2 separate regions of the Sus scrofa genome follow, and region 2 is linked to region 1. Evidence: chromatin contacts called from public HiChIP or PLAC-seq data. All regions are on one chromosome and are shown on one strand. Each heading gives the region's core, a stretch centred on a gene start, on an enhancer-like site or on the middle of the called end of the contact. The rest is flanking DNA. Distances are from core to core; before and after follow the strand shown.

Region 1 (3,059 bases), core at 247-2,746:
GCATTTAAGTCCTCTTTCTGAGGCAGTTGGTGATAAAGCTGAGAGAGAGCCAGCTTGCTCCCAGCTTTGCCTGGAAGGAATGTTTTTAAGTAAGCTCTGAAAGTGGAAGCTTTAAGATACTATGGGATAGGGAACAATGGAAACTTGTGAAGTATGGAAGCCAGACTGGCTCTTAAGATTCTATCACGGTGCTGGGGTAAAGCGGAAAGAATGCTGTTAAGTCTGAGTTTCCCCATGTGGCACGACTCCCTGCTAGCTTTACCCCTCCATTTCACCCAGCAAGTGAGATTTCCAGAAGCCACTTCCAATCTGAGGAGCTGCTTGTCTTAAGTAGCACATCCTCAAAAGGAAAAAGTGAGGGAGAGGAGTTAAGTCTCAGTGAATACTAAACTGGATCACTTCTAACAGAATTGTTGACATTGGCTATATGTTTCTGAAGAGTAAAGTCAACTTTTTTTTTTGTTCTCCTGCTACACCAATAATGGCTGAGTTCAGAAGTCCTCTAGTACTAAACTAAATAATTAGGACAAATTTGGGGTTTAATTGCCATTGGCATTTTGGAGCTGTCTGCTGCAAGCAGCCATCTTGGTAAAAGATGATGTCATTTGGAACCCTTGGCATTTTAGTTTATTCCCAGGTACCTGCTGTTAGGAATTAGCTGTTGAATTAACACTGTAATCATTAGGTCAAATTTAGGTTTAAAGACAATGGAGGAGTTGAAATAAAAATCATTAAAGCACTTCTTTATCCTTCCTAACACATTACAAACTTTCCCAGAAGTTCAAAGCAATAGAAAAAAAATTTACACTTTTTTCCCCTGTTTCCAGGTTTGTTCTTCTGTTGACTAAGCTTGGAAAATAAAACTAGTCTGGTCAGTTTCATTTTCTGATTTTTATACATAAGTGAAAGCTGTTTTGTGTCAACAGTGTAAAGTGTTTAGAATCACCTCACCTGCTGGGCCAATTTCCTGTAAGCCTTTGTTTGGGACGGTAAAGGGGAAATACAAGTTTTGATCTTGCATTTCTTATGCTTCAAAACTAAAACCCTGTATTAGACCACAGTAGGGTAATTTTTTTTTTTTTTTTTGACTTCTTAAAGTTTTCTAGGAGTGGGCAAGATGATAGTAAAGGCAAATGATGGTCATGTTCTATTTCCACTTAATCACTATTTGTATAGCATAATGCTCTGTCCGCAGTTACTTTGGAAAGTTGGCACTTAAAGGGATATTTTAATCCACAAAAAGTGTTTATCTTTTTTTCTTTTGGATTAGATAAATGTTACTGTCTTAATCCTACTGCACGACAGGTCCTGGCATTGTCTGCAAGATACGGAGAGAAAAGGAAAAAAACCTTGCACCTTGTTTAAACAATTGAGCACAGTGTGGTTTACGAGATGATTAGGAGGAGGAGAAAAGACATTGTCTCTCCTGCAATTTTTTTCTTAAGGAGGTTAACCTGTGGGTGCTGTCGCGTCGCCCTCCTTGGCTCCTTGCAGAGGAACTTAACGTTCTGTGAACGCTCTCCAAACCTTCCTAGGCAAGCTCGCTGAGATCCAACTAAAAGGGCTGCGTCTGTGTTTGAAGCAGACAGAGGGAGACAGGAGCACACAACAGTCGCCAGAAGATGGGGCCACAACTCGGCTGGGGCTGGGTGCCGGAGCCGGGCTGACCTTTCCACGTGTCCTCAGCACCTGCGAGGCTAGTGGGGCATTAGGTTTCCTTTTCCCAGGAGCGGGCGCGAGCCCGGAAGAGGCTGGGCGGCGGCGGGCTTAGGGCAGAGAGAGGTGGGAGGCCCTCCCTCTGAACACGTGTGGCGGGGGAGCAGCTGGTGCGGAGGCTGACCTGGTCGGCAGGCACCGGCCCGCCCCGCGCGTCCCCAGCCCGCCGGCGGACGCCAGAAGGCTGACGGCGGCGGCAGGCGGGTCTCGGAGCTTTTCGGCCTGCTTTGCTGGGCGGCCTAAGCGAGCGCGCCAGGCCCGGCTGGAGCGAGCCCCAGTGCAATACTGCCCGAGCCCGGGCGGGGTCTCTGTTCTCTGGCAGAGGAGGTCCCTTGGCAGCGGGAAGCTCCCTCTCTTTCTCTTGCCGCCGTTCGGAGTCTGCGCCCTGGTGCCAGGCGCCCAGATCGGCGCTCCCCTGTGCTCGCCCGGCGCCCACTCATTTGCAGCCCAGCCTTCGCCGCCGCCGCCTCCCCGCTCCTCCTCCTGGTTGTCTCCCCAGCCCGCCGCGGTCATGGCGGACAGCGCCAGCGAGAGCGACACGGACGGGGCGGGGGGCAACAGCGGCAGCTCGGCAGCCATGCAGTCGTCTTGCTCGTCGACCTCGGGCGGCGGTGGCGGCGGCGGGGGAGGCGGAGGCGGCGGCGGCGGCGGGGGAAAATCGGGGGGCATTGTCATCTCGCCGTTCCGCCTGGAGGAGCTCACCAACCGCCTGGCTTCGCTGCAGCAGGAGAACAAGGTGCTCAAGATTGAGCTGGAGACCTACAAACTCAAGTGCAAGGCGCTGCAGGAGGAGAACCGCGACCTGCGCAAAGCCAGCGTGACCATCGTGAGTGCACCCCCCCTCCCGGGGGGCGCGCGGCAGCGGGCGACCTCCTCCCGCCCCGGGGAGAGGCTGCACCCCACCCCGGGCAGTCCCCCGGACTTCTCCCAGGCTCTCGAGGACCCGCAGCGAGCAAGCTCCCTGCCAAGACCTGCCGGCCCGGGAGGGTGGGGGAGAGGGAGGTGTCCCTTCGGGGCCGCTCGGGTCTGCCCTCCCCGGGGGTCCAGGCCCCTCGCGGGGTGCGGGAGGAGGCTGCTGGGACCGCCACCCACGTTCCCTTGTCGCTTCTGGGGAGGAGGCCCCTCTTGGGCAGAGCTGGAGGTCGGCGGCGTGGCTGGGGGGCGGGGTGGGACTTTTTCCAGTCCTCGTCTGCCTGAGGGGTGCGTCCAGAATCTGGGAGACCTAGGCTGAGGGAGAGAGAGGCGGCTGGGGCCTGTTCCAGGGGCCTAGTTTGGGGTGCGGGGAGTGCGCAGCTGGGCTGGGCACTTGGCTGGCATCTGGACGGCGCTGGCTGGGTCGCCCG
Region 2 (3,059 bases), core at 301-2,800, 81 kb after region 1:
ACCTGCTCTCTCTCACACACTTGCTTTTTTTAACCACAATTAATAAAGTTTCAGGAGATAGGTTGCAATGTGCTGATTTATAGGCAGGAAATGTTAGGTTCCTTTTGCGAGGGGGGGAAAGATGTGTTTTTAACCACAAGATAGTTTCAGTGAAAGTTCCTGAGACAGCATGGCTGTGGAACTCAAAGCTTTTCTTTCAAGGATTCTTCAGAATGAACAACTAGCATTTTTCTTCTTTGAAATACTAGCAACCTTATACCAACCCTGTCTTTGTCCAGCTCAATTTGTTGGTACAGATACGGAATCACAGACTTCGTTGCTCATCCTGGTTCAACCACAGACTAGTTATATGACCTTGCATTAACTTCATCAACTTCTCTGGGCCCATGTTTTCCATTTGTAAACAGAGCAGCATGGACTACAATCAGGAACTGGCAGGCTTAAAAAGGCACAAAAGGGGGAAGGTAATAAGAGTGCACAGGCCCTTTGACCATTGCCTTTGGGAGACAGTGCTGGAGCATTGGCTTTGCCTCAGGCATCCATGCTGGTCCTTATCCACCAACACACAGAACTGGACAGCCGATACCAGTCCATCCAAGTTGGTGTGACAGACAGAAGTACCTGTTATCTCTGGCCTAGTGACCCTAATGCTTTGCCCTACGCTGATTTATGTTCCAGGTCAGAAGAGCCTGGTTTCCATGTAAAATTCCATGTATTAACATCTTTTAGCTCTTTGTAATTTGGATCTTGATTGCCATTTTTGATGATTTGACCAAGCCTTTCATGGAAAGTTGTCTCATTTATACCAATTTTAAGATCTTGCTGGGCATCTTAGTCCAGGCTGACTGGTTCTTGAATCACCCCAAGGACCTCATATTTTCCTCATTGTATTTGAGATGAACCATGATGGGAATATCAGGTTTGAGAGGAAGTCCGTACTTCTTGTTAAACGAACTTTTGTTTTTGGTGTTATTCTTGTATCTCCCTATATCAAAGGGTGGAATGATACTGGGTTTTCCAAGACTATGAATAATGACTTTATTTTTTCCATTCTTTATAGGCTAAAGAACAAAAAGTTCTCTTTCCAAGGGTTGACTAGTTTATACATATGCAGAGTAATCTATTCTTACTGTTCATCTTTGGAATTCAGATGCAGTTTCTAAATTTAGAAGGCTCCTCCACCCCCACCCCCCACCCTCCAGTTTAAAGACATTTATGTTCTGAAGTTCACCTGTTTAATTTCCGGGATAAGCAGGTAGCCAGTTCAGTTCACATTAAAGTTGTGAAGATTCTTATTTGAGTCCATGACATACCAAGATCTTGTTACTGGTACATGTTAATCTAGAGTTAACCAAGTGACTGAGTACAGTTCTCACAGTGGTTGGCATTATAAGAGTGTCACCTGGTCAAAACCTTCACGTTGCTGGCTGTCAGTGATTCAAACAGCTTATGTCTTATATTTGTTCACCATCTCCTAAGGAGACTTGCGGACTGGGGCTGTGACCCCCCTCCCCCCACAGTTTAGCTGTGGCCACAAGGTGGAGGTAGTGGCCTAGAGTCAGAAAGCCATCCTAGGGCCGCCGGGAGAGAGGATGAACTGCTGCACAGTCTTAAGGCTCTTTGGGACTTTAGTCACTAAACCCCTGTAAAATGAAGTCCAAGATGAACATTTTCCCCACGTTAGCGATTTAGTCCATGGTAAGGCTTATTTTTCGACCCCTGCACTCAAGAAATGGATTTCCACGGTGAAATGTGAATTGCAAAGCCCTAAATTAGAGGTAACCTTCAGAGCTGGGATATCGAGTTCCTATGTAAATAAGATGGAGACATTAATATTATCATAAAACTTTCCTCTCTTTGTTTTGGATGTGTCCAGGATGATTAGACATCGGGGATTTTCCACTATGTTTTGTTTTGCCATGAGTAAAAGTCAGGGTCTAAGGGCAATGTTTTTTGTTTTTTGTTTTTTCCACCAGTAAAAATAAATCTCTTCATATTTCCATGGATAGGATCTGGCCCTCTCTTCTGACCATCTCATGGGAGTATCATCTATATTATAGTATTTACTGTAGGTCATAATCTATATGATATATCCTACCCTGAAATGATTATCAGAAGAGCCAAGGTGTGGACGTCACTATGCATTATATATGCATATGTGTACAGTATATATGTGATACATACCTTTGCTCTTGTGACAATAAAGCTCTCTCAAGGCAGTTACCCAGTGTGTCGCGTGTCTTAACACTGCTTTGTTGGAAGTGTTTTAGAAGTGTGGTTTCGGACAGGTGACTGAAGAGCTCTCATTTGTACTTTGAAAAGCCATGTAGGATAGGTTCGGGGCCTTTGTACTGGACCTGAATAGAACCAGATGTGAACCTGTTTCCTCTGCCTCATATCTTTTAATTAATTAATAATTAATTTTGGTAGGGGCATTATTGAGACATAATTCACCAACCATACAAATCACCCATTTCAAGTGTAGGATGTGATGGCTTTTAGCCTATTTGCAGAGTTGTGCAACCATAACCAGAATAGATTTTTAGGACATTTTCATCACCTCCAAAAGAAAGCCTGTACCTTTCAGCTGTCACTTGACTCTGATCTCCTGAAGCAGTTGCTACTGTGCTCTCTCTGTGCATTTGCTTATTCTGGATGCTTCATATAAATGGAATCATGCAGTGTGTGGTCTTTTGTGACTGGCTTCTTTCACGTGGCATCCTATTTTTGTCCATGGTGTGACAGATGAGGACTTCATTCCTTCTCCTGGCCAAATAATATTCCATGCTGTGGATATACCAACCACATTTTGTGTCTCCATTCTTCATTTGTTGAACATTTGGGTTGTTCACCCTTTTGGTTATCATGAGAAATGCTGCTGTGAACATTCATGAACAACCGTTTCTCTGGACATGTCTTTTAATTTTTCTTGGGTACATACCTAGGAGTGGAATTGAACGGTCACATGCAAACTTTTTGGCCGAAATGCCAGACTGTTTTCCAAAGTGGCTGTGCCATATGATTTTAGCATCCTGGTGAGTGTAAGGTGGTATCTCAGG

Evidence for each region. HiChIP or PLAC-seq counts read pairs in DNA pulled down with a chosen protein or histone mark.
Region 2: an H3K27ac HiChIP or PLAC-seq map of skeletal muscle shows a contact between it and region 1, with 2.4 times the contacts expected there. The contact joins the enhancer-like site here to the promoter of CCDC6 in region 1. A contact is called at or near these places in 1 of 5 promoter capture datasets (fetal liver), 10 of 47 Hi-C or Micro-C datasets (alveolar macrophages, heart right ventricle, liver and 2 more) and 2 of 2 datasets of contacts at active chromatin or transcription factors (alveolar macrophages and skeletal muscle).

The regions. Positions count from the first base shown.
Region 1 is chr14:63,298,462-63,301,520 of Sscrofa11.1, reverse strand. It overlaps CCDC6 (coiled-coil domain-containing protein 6), which reads left to right and starts at 1,496. Exons shown (of 9, transcript XM_001929282.5): 1 at 1,496-2,542. The coding sequence starts at 2,228.
Region 2 is chr14:63,217,727-63,220,785 of Sscrofa11.1, reverse strand. All of the region lies in intron 3 of CCDC6 (coiled-coil domain-containing protein 6), which reads left to right. Among named protein-coding and RNA genes, the nearest start is that of MRLN, 66 kb to the right of the region's middle. Within about 2 kb of position 1,550, at least 3 of the 83 cell types and tissues checked have an H3K27ac peak or open chromatin away from gene starts, as enhancers often do. A contact at or near this core is called in skeletal muscle, where this site is marked.